3 separate regions of the Mus musculus genome follow, and regions 1 and 2 are each linked to region 3. A link is a contact called in public Hi-C and promoter capture Hi-C data. All regions are on one chromosome and are shown on one strand. The core of a region is the stretch at or near the end of the contact, and the rest is flanking DNA. Distances in the headings are between cores, read along the strand shown.

Region 1 (2,700 bases), core at 64-2,563, 1.2 Mb before region 3:
TTTCTCAGCCCTGATGCATGATGAAGATTTCTATGCCATACCTATTCTGTGGTGTGTGGTGATCACCGGGCCCATGTATTGACTAAGGACTGATCCATAAGGGCTCTCCCATTCTAAGGTTAATTTCTTAGTAATGAGTAAGTGTCAGCCACCCACTAAAATATAGAAAGCAGGAATGATTTCATATTGGCCATGAAATTGTATCACTATTGTTGCTGAAAATCAAGAAATAACTGTTTGGCTAACATACTAAAACTCAGAATTTAAAAACACATTCAAACAAACAAACAAACAAAAAAACAAAACCCACCAAACAATGCGAGCAATTTTTACAAACCAGAAGAAACTGATTTTTTCAAACACTTAAACCATGTAACACTTATACTAAAAAATGATTTTATACACACACACACATATATGTATATATATGTGTATACACACACACACACACACATACATATATATATATTTGGATTTTTGTTGTTTTGACTGGCTGGGTTACTTTGGTTGTTTTCAAGGCAGTTTTGCTTGGAACTCATAATATAGTATAGGCTTGCATAGGTTCACAGTAATCTACTTGCCTCAGCATCTCAAGTGCCACAATGATGTATATGTCAAATTAGTCAATTCCCTCCTGACAGTCTGAGTGCATTTTGTTCCCTGTAAGTACTGATCAATGTTTTTGCTGGAAATTTGCTTAGTATGTATTTCCATTTTTTCTTTAATTTATTTCTGTGTCTCTGTACCTGTAATATAAAGGTTATTGCCCATATTATTTTTTATTAATTTGATTTGTCTTTCTGGTGATCTCTGATTTTTAAAATTTTTTTCTTTTATTGTTATTAATCATTCCATTCGTTTACATCTCAAATGATATCCTACTTCCTGGTTACCCTCTCCACCAACCCCCCCTATCCCATAATATCTCACTTCCTAGTTACCCTTCAGCCACCACCCATCCCACATATGCCCTTCCGCCTCCCTTTTGCCTATACAAGAGTGTTCCCCCACCCACTCACACTCTCCTGCCCCACTGATCCAGCGTCCCCCTACTCTGGGGCATCAAATCTCCCTAGGACCAAGGGCCTCCCCTCCTGTTGTTGATAGGCAAGGCCATCCTCTGCTATATATGTATCTGGAGCCAAAGACCCCTTTAGGTACACCCAGTGGTTGGTGGTATAGACTCTGGAAAAAATGGGTAGTCAGGCTAGCCTATGTTTTTCTTCCAATGGGGTTGCAATCCTGTCCTGCTCCTTCAGTTCTCTGCCAGCTCCCCCACCAGGTTCCCTGATGGATGGATCCAAGTCTCCTCCTCTGCTTTGGTCAGTTGCTGGCCAGGCCTTCCCCAGGAACTGCCCTTCTTGGTTCCTGTCCACAAGTGCTTCTTGACCTTGGCAACAGTGTTGGGTTTGATGTCTGCAGACATGAAGTCTTCCTAGGTGGGGTTGAGGGACACCAAGGGCTTTTTCCAGTTCCACACCCTCCTTATAGCTTCCCCCTCCTGCCTGGGCTCAAGGCTAGGCCAAGTTCCATTCTCCACCCACAGGAACATTCTTGAGTAAAAAATAAAATTGTCAGAATGTACTGACTGATAGTCACCTGACCCTCTGGAAAGTCCCAGGTAGAGTTCAAATGTGTGTCATGCTTGGTAGCCATAGATTTAAAGGTCAATACGCTTAGCCAATAAGTTTGAACTGTAACTTTGCTGATGGAACCTGTGCCCCTAAAAAGTATAAAAACTGTTTGTAATTGCCATTAGTGGTCACACTCCTAGATGAATTGATTGAGGGTTGACCCCAATGTGCCAGAAAATAAGCCTCTTGCTTTTGCATCCATCTGCATCTCAGTGTCTCACTCAGGGGTATCTTGAAATAAGTACCAATGAATGAGGGTTGGGGTCTTACAGGGCTGTTCCCTGGTTGACCCTTTTTTTAGTCTGTTCCTGTTCTTCCTTTGGACAGGAACATTTCTGGGTTAAAAAAAATAAAACAACTTTGAAATGGGTAGGTGGCTCAATCCCTCGACAAGGGGCTGTGCCTATATACTGGAGGTGGTGTCCACAGGTTCTATCTCCCCTTCTCTACGCATTATGGCTAATGTACTGGGAGCCCCACATTCCTCTGGTGTCTGAGACCATCCAGTGGCTACCCCCAGTTCTCTTCTCCCCTGCTACCTATATTTATTCGAATTCCTGCCCTTATGTACCTCTCTCACGTCTCCTCTAGATTCTAATACTGCCACTCTTATTTCCACCTCCTTCCTCCCTCCCTTGTCCCCTTCTCATTCCATCTCCCACAATCATCCTGGACTGAAGCATCTGCCCCTTGATCTTCCTTCTTTATATGTGTCATATGGTTTGTAGATTGTATCATAGGCATTGTGAGCTTTTGGGTTAGTATCACTTATACCATGTGTGTTCTTTTGTGTCTGGGTTACCTCATGCAGCATGATATTTTCTAGTTCCATCCATTTGCCTGTGAATTTCATGAAGTCATTGTTTTTAATCACTGCAAAGTACTCCATTGTGAATATGTACTACATTTTCTGTATCCATGATTTGTTAAGGGACATCTGGGCTCTTTCCAACTTCTGGCTATTATAAATAAATGAAATATTATAAACTTCTGGCTGCTATGAACATAGTGGAGCATGTGTCCTTGGTATATGTTGGAGTGTCTTTTTGGTATATACTCAGGAGTG
Region 2 (2,700 bases), core at 79-2,578, 1.1 Mb before region 3:
TTTTCAGTTTATTTTCATTTTGATCTATTTCTCTAATGTTATTTATATTTAAGTAAAGAATTCTTGTACATTAAAACAAAATAAAATCCACAGCTACAAAATTATATAGTATATGTAGGTATTTGTGTGTATTTACACATACATATTTGTGTTGACCTAGTTCTGATTTTTTTTTTCACCTAATTATCATTATGGAGATTTTTCATCCTAATCTGTATGCATAATGCATAATTATGTTAAGTTTGTGTAGTGTTTCTGTTGGACACAATATAAAATTCACTGCCAATTTCTATTAATAAGGGTGTGCTTGCTGATTCTAAGTTCCAGTTCTTGATTAAAAATGACTGTAGTGAATATTCTTGTATGTTTCTTTTTAAGTATGTGCAAAATCTTTGGGTATCCTTGAAAACATAGTACGTATTTGAAAGGTGTACTATGTGCATAAAATTTGTGACTTTTGTGCATAAAAGAGCTTAATTGCATGCAAAATGTATTTTATTTAATACTTTAACAGAGGGTGTATAGTAGTTTCAGAATTGAGCCCCCAATGGAGGAGCTAGAGAAAGTATCCAAAAAGCTAAAGGGATCTGCAACCCTGTAGGTGCAGCAACATTATGAACTAACCAGTACCCCGGAGCTCTTGACTCTAGCTGCATATGTATCAAAAGATGGCCTAGTCAGCCATCACTGGAAAGAGAGGCCCATTGGACACGCAAACTTTATATGCCCCAGTACAGGGGAATACCAGGGCCAAAAAATGGGAATGGGTGGGTAGGGAAGTGGGGGGGGTATGGGGGACTTTTGGGATAGCATTCTAAATGTAATTGAGGAAAATACGCAATAATGAAAAATATTTAAAAAAATAAAAGAAGGAACAAATAAATCTTATAAAAATTAAAAAAAAAAGAAAAGAAAATGTGTCAGCTTGATGGAAATTTCTAGATAGGAATGAGACTCCTGTGTGAAAACCTCATTAAAAGAATGTGAGTGGCAATAGGTGGGTCAGGTCTATGGCAGCTCAGGAGAGCCTGGACTCTTATTATGATACTACCTGGGACTTTATTATGTAAGTTTTATGAGACATCCCAGAAAACTATTTGTTTAAAATATTTCAAAGCCAGGAAAAAAGTTCAACTTGTAGTTCAGAAGGAAGAGAAATTGGAAACATCTGGTGAGTTCAGTTGCAGACATGGCTTGAGCTGACGTGCGATGTAATAACCAGGCAGCTGACTAGTCCAGTCTAATTCTGGTGAATAATATTTTCTCAGCAGTCTCCTGGCCATAGAGTATCAAAAGGCAATGGGAACATGTTGTAAAGTGCCTTGATGCCTGGAACAATTACACTCTGGAAACATTGTCTTGGCTGGCTGAATATGACCACAGCCACAGCTCACTCTGCAAACAGAATTAGTCATGGAGAGACTGTCGAACAGCATTCTGCAGAACTTTCTTGTTCAGGTTCAGCGCATGATATCATGTTGTGCCTTCACACCCTGGAATGATATTGATGCCAAACACTAGGCATAAAATATAATGTAGGACTTTGCTTTGCATGGTTAGATAAGAAGTCTTTCTCAGTAATTGCTGACTGTTGTCTTTGTAGAGTTATTTTATGTACATGTGGGTCTGTATTTCAGGTTTATCTTTTATTAGTATTTTAATATTATGAAAAAACATAAATTATTGGTGTCTATAGAAACACAATGATCTCCAGTTCCTTCATGTGCTTTTGTGTCTTTCTGATCTTTCATCTCTCAGTATTCTTCCCATGAAAAAAATTACTTTTTGTTCCCAGTGTACATATACCTTGTGATTTTTGTATTTTAATTTATTTATATGCCTGTATTCAACCAATTATGTCTGATTTTTTTAAATTTAAAAGTGATTATTTATTTTTGTTATGTGTGTATGTGTGGTTGCCTGCACGTCTGTTTGTGCATCACACATGTGCCGGATGCCCACAGAGGCCAGAAGAGGGAGTAGCAGCCATGTATGTGCTGGGAACTGAACCCTGGTATGTCACAAGAACCACACGTGCTCTTAACTGAGCCATCTCTCTAGCTTCACTTACCTGCCTCTTAAAATTAGGCTGATTTGTAAGTATGTTCCTTGTGATGAGTAATTGGAGAATTTATTCACAAATGAAGAACAAATGTTTATAACAGAGATGAATCAACTAGGTAATAACAAGACCACACAGTACTTTGGTATAAAATCTAATTTGGCTGCTAGTACTCATTTTTTTTTCTTCTATGGGTCCACTCTTGTATCTGGCTTTTTTTTTTAAGACTATCTTTCCCTGTAATTTTCCAAAGGCAATTTTCTTTCACTGAAAACATCAGTGAGTAAATCTGCAATTATTGACCACTTTTGAAGGCTGCTGATGGTTTTGCGATCTGATGGAAGAGGTAAGTGTGCTCTAATGGAAAGTTAGAGTGTTTTCTGCTCTATACAGATACTATAACCTAAAGTATGGCTAAAGCCAAGTCACTGCCTCAAATTAAGGAAACCTCAGAAATATTGTTCATAGTATTAATTAATTGTTCACATTATTTATAAACCAGTACCATCAACCAGTACTTATTGAATATTCCCTTATACCAAATACAACTCTGAATATTGTAGCAGACATCAGCTAGACATCCAAATTGGTACAACACACAGTGACACATAGATAGGGATTTTTCCAACTTTGGTTTT
Region 3 (2,700 bases), core at 35-2,534:
AGACAGAATACACAGTTATTAAATCTTCCTAATTGATATTATGTTGTCAAACAGACTGAAATATCGCACGTAAATGTCTATTAACAAAGACAAGCTCCATCAAGAAAAACTAAGACGCTGTGTGTGTGTGTGTGCGTGTGCGTGTGTGTGTGTGTGTGTGTGTGTGTGTCGGGGTGAGGTAGGGGTGTTCCTTGACTGCCAGCCCACACTTGAGAGTTTCCCCAACAGCAGCTGTATCTCCCTCACTCTACCTTGGCACGCTATTTCTAGCTGCAGCGTTCAGCTTCCTGTTCAAGTCCCATTCTACATTGTAAACACATTCCAAGAAAACTAGACTGCCCAGAGTTCCCTCCTGCAAACAGGGAAATCAGCCCAGCAGCCCCAGGATAGAGAGCCAGTTGGGCCACCACCAGGAGGTGGACCAGAGCAAGCAAGCTTGGCAAGCTGAGTCCCACTAACATAACGCCCGCAGAAGCGGGGATCTGACCGGCCTAGCCAAAGGGCAGCCGCATGGACACCGCCCGAGAGTGGGGGCCCTACCCACGTAGGGCTTTAAAGTATCTGCGGCCCAGTCACAAGCTCCTTGCCGCCTCCCCTGCCGCTGCCCACATTTTTACAGCGACCCAAACAAAGCGAGACCAAGCTGGAGGAAGTTGGCTCTCGGGTCGCCTAGTTGACCCAGCGATGCCTCCTTTTGCTGAGCAGCCTCTGTTCCATGCACCCGCAGCGGGCGGGATGGTCCAGCGTCCCCCCACCGCTTGCTCCCGACGCCTGCTAGCCCCCACCTCGCCCAGAAGTTCCTCCTTGGGTCGAGGGGAGGATGCGGCGGGAAGGCACAGGGCTGGCGTCCCTGGGTGGCCCCATCTTCCTCCCTCACTGCCCCCGCCTGCAGCAACAGGTCCCTCTTTCAGTGCCCACAGACTCCCTGTGCCCTCGGGGTCGGAATCTGCGCAACCTATAAGCGGTCGCAGCCCGGTGCCCTCCTCACCCTCCTGCTAACTGCGCTTTCCTCTCGGGGTCTGTTCCTGGTTCCGCGCCACCTGGCCATAGCTGGCCGGACCAGAGACGCTCCCGCTTCCTACCCTGGCTTGTAGAGGGATGCGGTCGCAGGGCTGGGGCAGGCACAGGAGCTCCGGGAACCGTGGCCCACGATCGCGTGTTCGTATCCCACAGGAAAACTTTGTGCAGGTTCGAAAGGCACTGGGCTCCGGACCCTAGGGCTCTGGTCCTCTCCCTCCTTCTAATCCGCTGAAGCCCAAACTGGTGCTGGCGACGGCAGGGGCTGGGTCGGGACTCCCGGTTGCTGAGGGCTAGGATCGCCGGGCTCCCCCTCTCGGCCAGAAGAAAACTCCGGCTCTGTGTGCGCACTAGGGACGCTGGTGGGGTTTTCTGCAGTAATGCAGAACTGTCCTGCTTTTAAAGGCAGACCTGGAGAGGTTAGGGAGTAAGACAGAAAGAAACCGGTTTCCAGAAGAAGCTGTCCATTCTTATTTCAGACGGAGAGAAAACACCGGCCCCGCCCCACTTCCACAGCTCCAGGTTTCCTTTTAAACCTCCTCCCACAGATGCTGTTTGGTAAGAATTTAAAACACCTCTGAGGTTTAACAAAAAAGAAAGTGACACAGAAAGGGCATAAATATAAGTGAGGAGGGCTCTCCACAGCCTCGTGAAACGCAGCTGCAGGGACTAGACTTTTTCTTTTCTTTTTTCTTTTCTTCTCTTCTCTTCTCTTCTCTTCTCTTCTCTTCTCTTCTCTTCTCTTCTCTTCTTTCTTTCTTTCTTTCTTCCTTCCTTTCTTTCTTTCTTTCTTTCTTTCTTTCTTTCTTTCTCTTTTAAACTCTGTCTGAATCTTTGCACGTTACCCCTCCCCCCCGTGGGGCGGTGAAAGGTAGCTGGTCCCTGGTTGAGCTAAGGCTAAATGCCCAGGAGACCATGAAGGGACAGTAGGAGTTTTTGCCTGCTCCTGGACACCAGGCCTCTGTCACTAGCTGTAGCCCCACCTCCATCCTCCATAGATTTGTGGTCATCAGTTACATAAGCGCAACTCCCCAAGCCCCTCCACAGGTAGAGGATATGACCTGTGGTCACATAGGCTCAAATCTAATCTCTATTTTAATGAGGTACTCTCCCTGTAAAAGGTATTTAATCTCAGGCCCACCCTGAGAAGGGGGGTATGGTTTTACACATCCACTTTCTGCCATGACAATAAATGCCTTAAAACCAAGGACTGCCTCTTTTCTTCAGGATCTGCCGCAGGGAGACACGGAGATGACCTTTGTCTACAGAGCCACTGTGTAATCTTCCATAGAAGGCCTCTCTGTGCTCCCAGCCAGGACCCAAGCCCAAGCTAAACTCAAGCCAAGGACTCTCCCCTGAGACCAGCCAGAGCTCCTCCCTTCTTTCCCCCACCCTGGCCCTGGGCTAGATCCAACCCTCGGGCCCCCACTCTGCTTTCAGCTCTTCCTCAGCTTCCAGCCGCACCTGGATGTCCAAGAGCCTGAGAACCAGAAGACCAGGTCTTATCACAGGCCTGGGGAGCTCCAAGCCAGCTCTGGCTGTCCTGCACCTCAGGCTGTGCTTCCCCACCCCCGGAGCAGAGTCCCGTGGCTTCCCTGCAGCCCAACACCCACCCAGGGACAGTGTGGGGTAAGTCCTGTCAAGATTCCCAAGCGCCGGTGCCCTGTAGTGGAGTGGACTTGG

What was found. Promoter capture Hi-C pulls out the DNA fragments that hold promoters and counts their contacts. A called contact is a pair of places that touch in the nucleus more often than the background predicts.
Region 1: a contact with region 3 is called in a promoter capture Hi-C map of hippocampal neurons, with 7 times the contacts expected there. The contact joins the enhancer-like site here to the promoter of Gulp1 in region 3. A contact is called at or near these places in 3 of 39 promoter capture datasets (the 3T3-L1 cell line, cranial neural crest and hippocampal neurons).
Region 2: a Hi-C map of uterus shows a contact between it and region 3, with 6 times the contacts expected there. The contact joins the enhancer-like site here to the promoter of Gulp1 in region 3. A contact is called at or near these places in 9 of 39 promoter capture datasets (the 3T3-L1 cell line, 3T3-L1-derived adipocytes, cranial neural crest and 5 more), 6 of 484 Hi-C or Micro-C datasets (adipose-derived mesenchymal stem cells, embryonic fibroblasts, myocytes and 1 more), 5 of 115 datasets of contacts at active chromatin or transcription factors (astrocytes, embryonic limb bud, embryonic stem cells and 2 more) and 2 of 9 other capture datasets (adipose tissue and embryonic stem cells).

The regions. Positions count from the first base shown.
Region 1 is chr1:45,708,249-45,710,948 of GRCm38.p6, reverse strand. All of the region lies in intron 4 of Gm39637 (a long non-coding RNA gene), which reads left to right. Among named protein-coding and RNA genes, the nearest start is that of Gm23216, 24 kb to the right of the region's middle. Within about 2 kb of position 1,313, at least 2 of the 459 cell types and tissues checked have an H3K27ac peak or open chromatin away from gene starts, as enhancers often do.
Region 2 is chr1:45,674,554-45,677,253 of GRCm38.p6, reverse strand. No RefSeq gene overlaps it. Among named protein-coding and RNA genes, the nearest start is that of Gm23216, 9.7 kb to the left of the region's middle. Within about 2 kb of position 1,328, at least 43 of the 459 cell types and tissues checked have an H3K27ac peak or open chromatin away from gene starts, as enhancers often do. A contact at or near this core is called in adipose tissue, adipose-derived mesenchymal stem cells, embryonic limb bud and 3 more, where this site is marked.
Region 3 is chr1:44,550,255-44,552,954 of GRCm38.p6, reverse strand. Gulp1 (GULP, engulfment adaptor PTB domain containing 1) reads right to left here and starts at 1,284. Exons shown (of 11, transcript NM_028450.3): 1 at 1,083-1,284. It overlaps Gm39635 (a long non-coding RNA gene), which reads left to right and starts at 1,498. Exons shown (of 3, transcript XR_865406.1): 1 at 1,498-1,575; 2 at 2,245-2,646.